Linked DNA regions of Salmo salar: region 1 is linked to region 2. A link is a contact called in public Hi-C data. All regions are on one chromosome and are shown on one strand. The core of a region is the stretch at or near the end of the contact, and the rest is flanking DNA. Distances in the headings are between cores, read along the strand shown.

What was found. Hi-C and Micro-C count contacts between places; a contact is called where the count stands out from the background.
Region 1: a Hi-C map of blood shows a contact between it and region 2, with 3 times the contacts expected there. The contact joins the promoter of LOC106579024 here to the enhancer-like site in region 2. A contact is called at or near these places in 2 of 3 Hi-C or Micro-C datasets (blood and gill).

What each region holds. Positions count from the first base shown.
Region 1 is chrssa19:52,768,427-52,773,294 of Ssal_v3.1, reverse strand. LOC106579024 (vesicle transport through interaction with t-SNAREs homolog 1A) reads right to left here and starts at 2,259. Exons shown (of 8, transcript XM_045702457.1): 1 at 2,034-2,259. The coding sequence starts at 2,127. LOC106579022 (RNA-binding protein with serine-rich domain 1) reads left to right here and starts at 2,543. Exons shown (of 7, transcript XM_014158424.2): 1 at 2,543-2,695; 2 at 3,349-3,498; 3 at 3,680-3,853. The coding sequence starts at 2,550.
Region 2 is chrssa19:52,733,270-52,737,946 of Ssal_v3.1, reverse strand. It overlaps LOC106579021 (arf-GAP with dual PH domain-containing protein 1), which reads left to right. Exons shown (of 10, transcript XM_014158422.2): 5 at 3,163-3,275; 6 at 3,618-3,782. Among protein-coding and RNA genes, the nearest start is that of sox8a, 16 kb to the right of the region's middle. Within about 2 kb of position 2,711, at least 3 of the 13 cell types and tissues checked have an H3K27ac peak or open chromatin away from gene starts, as enhancers often do.

The sequences.
Region 1 (4,868 bases), core at 1,010-3,509, 36 kb before region 2:
AGATTAATAATGGGTTTTCCACTTAAAAACACGCTACTCTTCTGGCACCAAATGACTGAGCTGCACAAAACTTGATATGTGGCATCTATGGATAAAGGTTCTCTCAACGCAATATTTTCCAGACTAGTACCTAAAACAACATGGCCACTATTGACCAATAATCATTCACGTGGGCATGGTCTGGCACATAAATGCATACAAATCAGTCAAGGATATTCATATTGTAACTAAATTTGGTACACATGTTGCAAACACTGTCAAGACTTAACATATGCAAGAACATTCATATCGATGAAATCAGGGAGGGGACTGTGGAAATCAGGAAGGGGACTGTGGATCTGTCTCTGTGTTAGTACGTTCGTCACACGCAATATCTCAGACAGTACTGGCCCGATTTGAATGAAACGTGGATGAATGACGCATCTTCGCTATAGAAATCAGTCAGTTCCAAAATTACACTGATTGGCCCAAGGTGGGAGCTAGTGTACAGTAATTAACTAAAACGTGTTAAATAACACACAATACCTCAATTGGCCCAAAGGTGCTGCATCATTCGTGGTGGACGACATGTTTACTGTTGCCTATTTTAAATTGTATTTGATCTCTGAGAAATTCAGCTAATAGCACTCGCCAGCTTGTAGCCAAAAAACAGAAATGAGAGACCTCTCGTTCGTTCAGCCATCCTTATGGGGAAAGAATAGGGTTTTGGGATAAAGGCCAAAAATATGGTCTGAGGTTAACACAGGCTTAGGAGACCTTATTCGTTTTGTTCTATGAGATAATACCAGTCAATTAACATGACCTTTATTAATTATGAAGCCTTAATGTGCTTTTTTTTTTTTATTAGATAAATGCATTAAATCCACAAAATGTAACCTTAACTAATGAAGATGATCTAATAGAACAAAATCTATAAGTTCTCCTAAGCCTGTGTTTACCACAGACCTTATTTTCACCATTTATCCAAAACCCCTACAAAAACTCCATTCATATGCCCATGGCGGAGTTAGTGCCTATTGCTCTCTAGTGTGGTGTGGGGGGTCCGTGAGTGGCTTTTGATAATTGGATTGAATTCCTCATGGCTTACTAATGTTTAGGAAGAAGTATGGTCAAAATCAGATGTTAGGTACTATACTTTTTGAAGATTATATGAATCCTATAAATTAAAATAGGTGCAATCAATCAGCATAATTTCTCAGAGATCAAATTATATTTCAACAAAATAATGTTTTTAGGAATGCTAATCTTAACCATTTCTAACTACTGAAACGATTTCAGAACAATCTGAGATGGTGGGTGTCGAAACCCTCTTTCTTGTGTTTTGAGGTGGAATAAATGTAGGGAGGATGGGCAATTTCATCTCGTTTCTTAGATGTAGGCCTACTTTATATCCTATTACCTACTTTAGAAGTGGAACAATGAAAAAATAAAATGATGGATTTGGTCTACTGCACTTAAGAGGCTTGACTCAACAATTCAGTCCCACTAAAGCCTACATCTTCACAAACAAGACAATTATTTATTTTTCAATGTAGTCCACATCATGTTCTAGATATGAATAAAGTCTCGTTTTACTTGATTAAAAGTCCAATCCTATTATGTTTAGCCTAGGTACATGATTGAAAGATAATATTTTATATTAAGTACCAATACTAGGAGCCGGACAACCTATTGCCATTGAACCAGGATTCAATCTCCCTTTAGGAACATATCATCATAAATGTAGAATTAAACTGCTGTGCGTTTGTCAGCACAGTATCTGAATGCTCAAGACCTATTAATGGCTCTTTGATAGCGAACGTTAGCTAGATAGCTGACAAACTAAATAGCTAGTTAGTTGGATAGCCAACGTCGTTATTTCACTAGCACAAAGCTAGTGGAATTGCTTTAGGTAGCTAAATATTCGGCAGGGAATATGATGACATTTGCGTAAAATACGTGTCATGTGAAACTAGCTAGCTAGCTGCATTATTAATTTGTTGACATGACAGAAGTCATTCGCTGGTAAACTAATAGAGCTTAACGTGGTTTACCTCCACCTAATTTGGGAATCCTTCCAATTTTGTTGGTTATTTCTGCTGTCAGGGTTCCAAAGTCCTGTTCATAGGCTTCAAAATCTGAAGACATAGTGAAGTTTGACTGTAAAACAGGTGTCTTCTTGGCTGAAAAGTAGCTGAAGATGTAGCAAAACAACGCTTTCTACGAAAGCGAGCCGTCACTTCCGTGTTGCGTTACAGAAAATGTTACCCGGTAAGAAAGCAGCAACTGTTAACTAATTCACTGGTTCTTCCAATGAAGTGTCAAAACTTTCTCCATGCGTGGACAGAAATAAAATACGTGTACAGAGAAATGAAAGACATCGCATTAACTACAGTTTATGCATTAGCTACACATTTATTTATAGCTTTATCACATTGAATAGAATAAACCATTTGTTTTTAAGAAGACATCGAACATTTATACTGAATAAAGAATGTTGCTACAATGTTAGAGGCATACACATTCATCATCTCTACTAATCGCACATTTTGTCTTTAATGTATCAAAATATGATACACAATATATACCTCCCAAAGACTTCTATTCCAATAAAATACAGCAGAGTGAGCTGTGCGTCTTTTGAAATGTCACATTCTCCGGCTCAACTTTGCAACGTCATCTCTCTGCGACTTGTAGCGGCAACCAGAACAAATATGTAAATGTCCCTTTTCAATCCACTTTAATCGTCGAATTAACGATTGTATATAGATGTATGATGTATGTTATGTTGTTGTTTTAGGAAACGCAGTTTGACTCAAGAGTATATTTCACCGATGTGTCGTTGAATTAGCAAAATAGAGGGTATCTAGATAAAGCTAGTTGTATGGGCACGTCTGCCCAAAAAAACATACAAATATGTTTTATTGTCACATACACCGGATAGGTGCAGGGAAATTTGTTTTTTTACAGGGTCAGCCATAGTAGTATGGCGCCCCTTTAGCAAATTAAGGTTACGTGCCTTGCTAAAGGGCACAGATTTGACTTGTCGGTTCAGAAAATTCGAACCAGATTCAGTCTACAACGTACCTACATAAGTAACGTTAGATCGTTTTTCCCGCCATGTCCCTAAATTATCACCTGACCGACATGAAGCAAGATAATGTTCTAGCACTGAAATGATGTAGCCAACAGGATATATTTGTCTCATAGATATGTAACGTTATGTGCCTTATAGTTTCACTAGCAAGCTCACAAACATACTGTATATGCAACATATTGCATCACAGACTGGAATTGTAGCTGAAGTCTGAATAGTTTCTACTTGTCCTCTAGCTAGATATAGACAGTCATTATATTATCAATCCACAGGGCGCCTTCTCCAGTGAGGAGAAAGGAGCATATGGATGACAAGGCAAAAGAGCGAGGGAAGGAGAAAACAGGTGCCACCAAGGAGGGAACTGAGAGGGGCAGGGAGAAGGAGAAGGGACGCAAGCGACGTAGCTCCACTGGGAGCAACAGGTCAGACACAATATGTGACGTCCTTTCTCATCTCTTGCTATCGCTGTACCCTTAGCATAGCATCTCTTGTTTTTATCAGACAACTTATCTCCGCAGTCACTGCTTTCTGATGCCCACAGTAAGCCCATCTTTCTGTCTTCACTCGGGTCTAAAGTAAGCCCCTCTCCCGGTCTTCACTCAGGTCCAGCTCCAGTAGCAGCTCTGGCTCCAGCTCCGGTTCTTCCAGCGGCTCCAGTTCCTCCTCTGCCTCAAGCCGCTCCGGGTCTTCCAGCTCCCGATCTTCTAGCTCAACCAGCTCTGGGTCGCCCAGCCCCAGTCGCCGCCGCCACGACAACCACCGCCGCTCACGGTCCAAGTATGTGTGACCTGTAAAGTGTAAAGCAGTGGTCTCCAGTCCCAGCCCTGAGTTAAAGTGCATGCAGGCTTTTGTTCCACACCAGCACTAAATACTTATAGTTCACCTAATGGTTTAACATTTAAACCTTCATTAGTTGTTTCAGGTATGTTAGTACTGGGCTGACAAAAAAGGCCGCAAATCAAAGTTTGTCACGTGCGCCGAATACAACACCTTACAGTGAAATGCTTACTTTCAGGCTCTAACCAATAGTGCAAAAAAGGTGTTAGGTGAACAATAGGTAAGTGCGGTCAGAGGCCAAGCAATTGCCGTACCAGGCATTGATGCAACCAGTCAGGAAGCGCTCGATGTTGCAGCTGTAGAACCTTTTGAGGATCTCAGGACCCATGCCAAATCTTTTTAGTTTCCTGAGGGGGAATAGGCTTTGTCGTGCCCTCTTCACGACTGTCTTGGTGTGTTTGGACCATTCTAGTTTGTTGTTGATGTGGATACCATGGAACTTGAAGATCTCAACCTGCTCCACTACAGCCCCGTCGATGAGAATGGGGGCGTGCTCGGTCCTCCTTTTCCTGTAGTCCATAATCATCTCCTTAGTCTTGGTTACATTGAGGGATAGGTTGTTATTCTGGCACCACCCGGCCAGGTCTCTGACCTCCTCCCTGTAGGCTGTCTCGTCGTTGTCGGTGATCAGGCCTACCACTGTTGTGTCGTCTGCAAACTTAATGATGGTGTTGGAGTCATGCCTGGCCATGCAGTCGTGGGTGAACAGGGAGTACAGAAGGGGACTGAGGACACACCCCTGAGGGGCCCCAGTGTTGAGGATTAGCGTGGCAGACGTGTTGTTGCCTACCCTTACCACCGGGGAGCGGCCCATCAGGAAATCCAGGATCCAGTTGCAGAGGGAGGTGTTTAGTCCCAGGATCCTTAGCTTAGTGATGAGCTTTGAGGGCACTATGGTGTTGAACGCTGAGCTGTATTCAATGAATAGCATTCTCACATAAGTGTTCCTTTTGTC
Region 2 (4,677 bases), core at 1,462-3,961:
CTTGTCAATTTGTGAATGAGAGACTGATGAAGTGTGTACAGCCTGCGCATGAAACAGAGCAGAGCTCATGCCTTTCCTGCAGCCTTAGAATGTATAAAAAATACAAACGTTGGTCTATATGTTTTGATCACAACTAAAGTTGCATAAATACCTCTAAATTAAGCATATAGGAAGACCTGTTTCTTTGTTAACCGCTCAACACAGAATAGCCGCATGTGCACACTCCCAAATATTTTGGAGAAAACATCCTTTCTATTTCATTCAGCTATGTTCAATTGTATTCTTCATACTATACAATGATATAAAATAATGCCAAGGAATTCTAAGCAAATCTTGTCTGCTAAATGAACTAGTGTAGCCCACAGCCATATGGCCTAGCCAGATCAGGGTAGGACAAGGAGTATGCTATTCTGTTCTTCTGAAATAGTCTACATTTTCTTCTTATCATGTTTCTTTAGACCTGTCTAAAATACATCAAATATTTATTGTGATGGTGGAGTCTATGGATTTATTAGACTTTTTAAAATGTAGATGTTCCAAAGGTCTTCATCAGTGGCTTGTAGGCTATGCGTGGAAGCCAGGAGATGCTAAATGTTAATTAACAGTCAATTACCATGAGACCAGCAGTTATTTGCTTGACAATCACCGGCTGACAGAATGTCATGACCTCCACACACACACACACACACACACACAGAGACACACGCACACACACAGAGACACACACACACACACACACACACACACACACACACACACACACACACACACACACACACAGAGACAAACACACACACACACAGAGACAGACACACATGCACACACACACACACACACACACACACACACACACACACACACACACACACAAGCTTTGCCTATGCAAAGCTATGGATGCAGAGCTATGGAAAATCCTGCCAACAAATAGTCCTTCTCTGTCATGACAACAAGGCATTGCCTAAACAGTTTGCAAATACTAATAAAACCTTGAAAGAGTTTAGTGACAACTCCTTAACCCCTGCATCTTCAAGTCAGAATATTTCAAATCCTTTGCACTCCACAGTTTCAGTTTCCACAGAAATGCTTTGTTTGGGAACTATGAATTGAACATATTTTGTGTTACATTTTATTCAATTTTTCACTTTAGTTATTTAATAAATATTTTCTTAACTCTATTTCTTGAACTGCGTTGATGGTTAAGGGCTTGTAAGTAAGCATTTCACTGTAAGGTCTACACCTGTTGAATTCGGCGCATGTGACAAATAAAATCGGATTTGATTTGAGAAAGGATGACTGAGGCATAGGATAAAGGCAGAGTGACTATGTCTGACCTTGTATTCTTCATTGTGCCTGTTTGTGTTCTTACTTAACGGAGACAGTGTCAGTGGCAGTGAATGAGTCTTGTTTCATTGCGTGAAGGCTATCTTGCTCTTATTGGAGCCAGACTGGATTCCCATTTAATAAAGATGACCTCGTCTGTTTACCATGAGATTCAACTTCCTCTTTATGTGCACACATACACATGCGTCTTGCGCAGCCACACATACACGCACACATGTACACACACAGAAGCACGCACACACACACACACACACACACACACACACACACAGTTGTATGACAGGCTAATACAGATGGATGCATTGGGCAGGAGATTTATATTAGTTTATATCTATTTGCATCACATATATTTGCATCATCAATACATTTGCATCAGATGTACCCAGGGCTAAAATCAATAGATCCATATTTTCAACCCTCTTCAGGGTCCTAGATGTTCTGTTAGCTTCTGTAGAGCAAGGAGAGTGGTAGTAAACTAGCCTCCCCAGTGGTCGATGGCAGTATTGATTCTGTATGCAGAGAAAGAGAGGGAGGTGCAGGGGGGAGGTTGTTATTGATCGATGAGGTAATGCAAGGTGAATGATTCATGTCAGACTGGGAAAAGAGACACCAATCTCTGTCACCAGGGGATGGAGAGATGAGAGGGAGGAGAAAATGGGACAGAGGCAGGAGGAGAGAATTAGGTGCTATGGAAGTGGGGGTATGGAACTTGAGGGGGGAGAGACGTGGGGGTATGGAACTTGAGGGGGGAGAGACGTGGGGGTATGGAACTTGAGGGGGAGAGACGTGGGGGTATGGAACTTGAGGGGGGAGAGAAGTGGGGGTATGGAACTTGATTGGGGAGAGGTGGGGGTATGGAACTTGAGGGGGGAGAGACGTGGGGGTATGGAACTTGAGGGGGAGAGACGTGGGAGGTATGGAACTTGAGGGGGGAGAGAAGGGGGGGTATGGAACTTGAGGGGGGGAGAGAAGGGGGGTATGGAACTTGAGGGGGAGAGAAGGGGGGGGTATGGAACTTGAGGGGGGAGAGAAGGGGGGGGTATGGAACTTGAGGGGGGAGAGAAGTGGGGTGGTATGGAACTTGAGGGGTGCTGGATGGGAAAAGGAGATTGAAAATAGGGGTTATGAGTGTATATGAGAGAGGGAAAGGAGGGATATATAGAGGGGGATACTTACAGTATAACTGACATTCCATGGAGTGAGAGAGTGGGAGGGAGGTGGAAGGAAAATAGAGAAGTAAAAAGAGCGAACTAGAGGGGGAGGAGGGAGAGAGAAGGAGAGAGAGAGTGAGAGAGATGAAGTGCGTGTGTAGCCTGTAATGAATTACATACAGTGCTCTGTACTGCCACATCATATAATGAAACTACTTCCTGTCTGTAAGAGGGCACCTTGGGGGTTTGTGGTATATGTCCAATATACCACGGTTAAGGGCGTTGCATCGTGCCTAAGAACAGCCCTTATATAGTATATTGGCCATATACCACACCCCCTCGGCCTTATTGCTTAAATAGAGCACTGTGTCATTAACATGTAAAAGGATGTACTTTACCATCAGGGGGGTTATTTTTTCTCCCTGTCATCTTTTCTTTGACTTCCTCTCTCATGCACTCTCTTTCAGCTAAAGCCTGTTTTTTTTCTGTCTTGCTTTCTCTCTCCCTTCATCTGCTTTGGTATTTCTTTATAACACCAGAGAGTTATTTCTCCTTCTTTCTCTCTCTTGTTCTCTCTCCCACCTCTTCCATATCTCTTTCTATCTCTCTCTCTTTCACCTCCACTATGTCAGTTTGTCTGAGCTTGTCTGGTGTGTCTCTATCTACCCAGGGTACAGAGAGGGGTTTCTATGGAAACGGGGCCGAGACAACGGTCAGTTCCTCAGTCGGAAATTCATCCTGTCAGAAAGAGAGGGGGCGCTCAAGTACTTCAGCAAGCAGGAGGTAAGGCTGAAGTCAACACAAACGCTCTCGCACATGAATCCAGCTAACTTTATGCTACTAGCTCTCAAGTTAACCATATCAAGTTAACCATCTCCAGTTAACCATCTCCAGTTAACCATCTCCAGTTAACCATCTTGAGTTAACCATCTTGAGTTAAACATGAATACTTGTATAGCAGGCTATGTACAGTATACAGGCATGTGTCTACAAGGAAACTAAAAGAAATGCCTCAAAAGATGTCATGTTTGTGTTTACTGTAAACATACAGTATGTGTTATTCTAACAAGTTATATGTATAATGATTAAGAAGGGTGGGGTTAAATGTATTTATGTACTGTACAGTTTGTGTATCTCCCCCAGGCGCGGGACCCCAAGGCGGTGATGAAGATTGAGACTCTGAACGCTACGTTCCAGCCGGCTAAGATAGGCAACCCCTACGGCCTGCAGATCACCTACCTTAGAGACAACAGCACCAGGAACATCTTTGTCTACCACAGCGACTCTAAGGTGACGCGTATGGGTGACTGTGACAAAAGGGACTATGGGCAATATTTAGGTAGCCTGGTCCAAGATCTGCTTATGCCGGTATAGCCAATTCCTATGGTTTCGTGTAAACGCACTGAATTGTTAGAGACATTATGCATGAGGAATCAACATTTCAATGGTACACCCAGTATGCTGCTGTTCCTCATATCATGGAACACTGATTTAGCCTGTTCAACTAAATCTGATTGTACTATTTCAGTGTCTAGGTCTCTAATGGAGATGGGCTGTTCTGGATAACTGACTGAGAGTGGAAATGAAGATGTCTGTTTAATCAGTAGACATCAGTCTTCACAGTGACATACAGTTTTACTCATAATCCTGCCATGTAATCTGATCAGTGGAACTGTTTAGAGAAATGTGGAGGGAGTTGTTCACACAAAGGGCTGGCTGGCTGGCTTGCTGGCATGCACAGGCTGTTTTTCTCTGAGGGTTTACTGCTTAGCACACCAGATGATCATCTCTCTCAGTAGTGAGTCAGCCTTCTCTGTGGTCGTCACTAATTACCACAGTCACAAAGTAATAGACCCTGCCTATTTGTACAATTTATCTTCTCAGATTTTAAACCTGACCCTAACCTTAAACCCAACCCTAACCACACTGCTAACCATATGCCTAACCCTAACCTGAAATTAAAACCAAAAAGCTCATGTATGTTTTCATGAATTTTTACTATATAGACAATTTTGTGACTTTCATTCTCTGTGGGATGAAAGCCACAGAGCGTACAGCCCCCTCTGTTGGTCAATAGACACAATAGCAGGCTTGAACAGAACAGCAATAGTAAAGCTGCCATGTCATGATATTATCATAGCTGCAGGAGGTAGTTTGGGGATGGAGGTGCTGAATTTTTATTGCA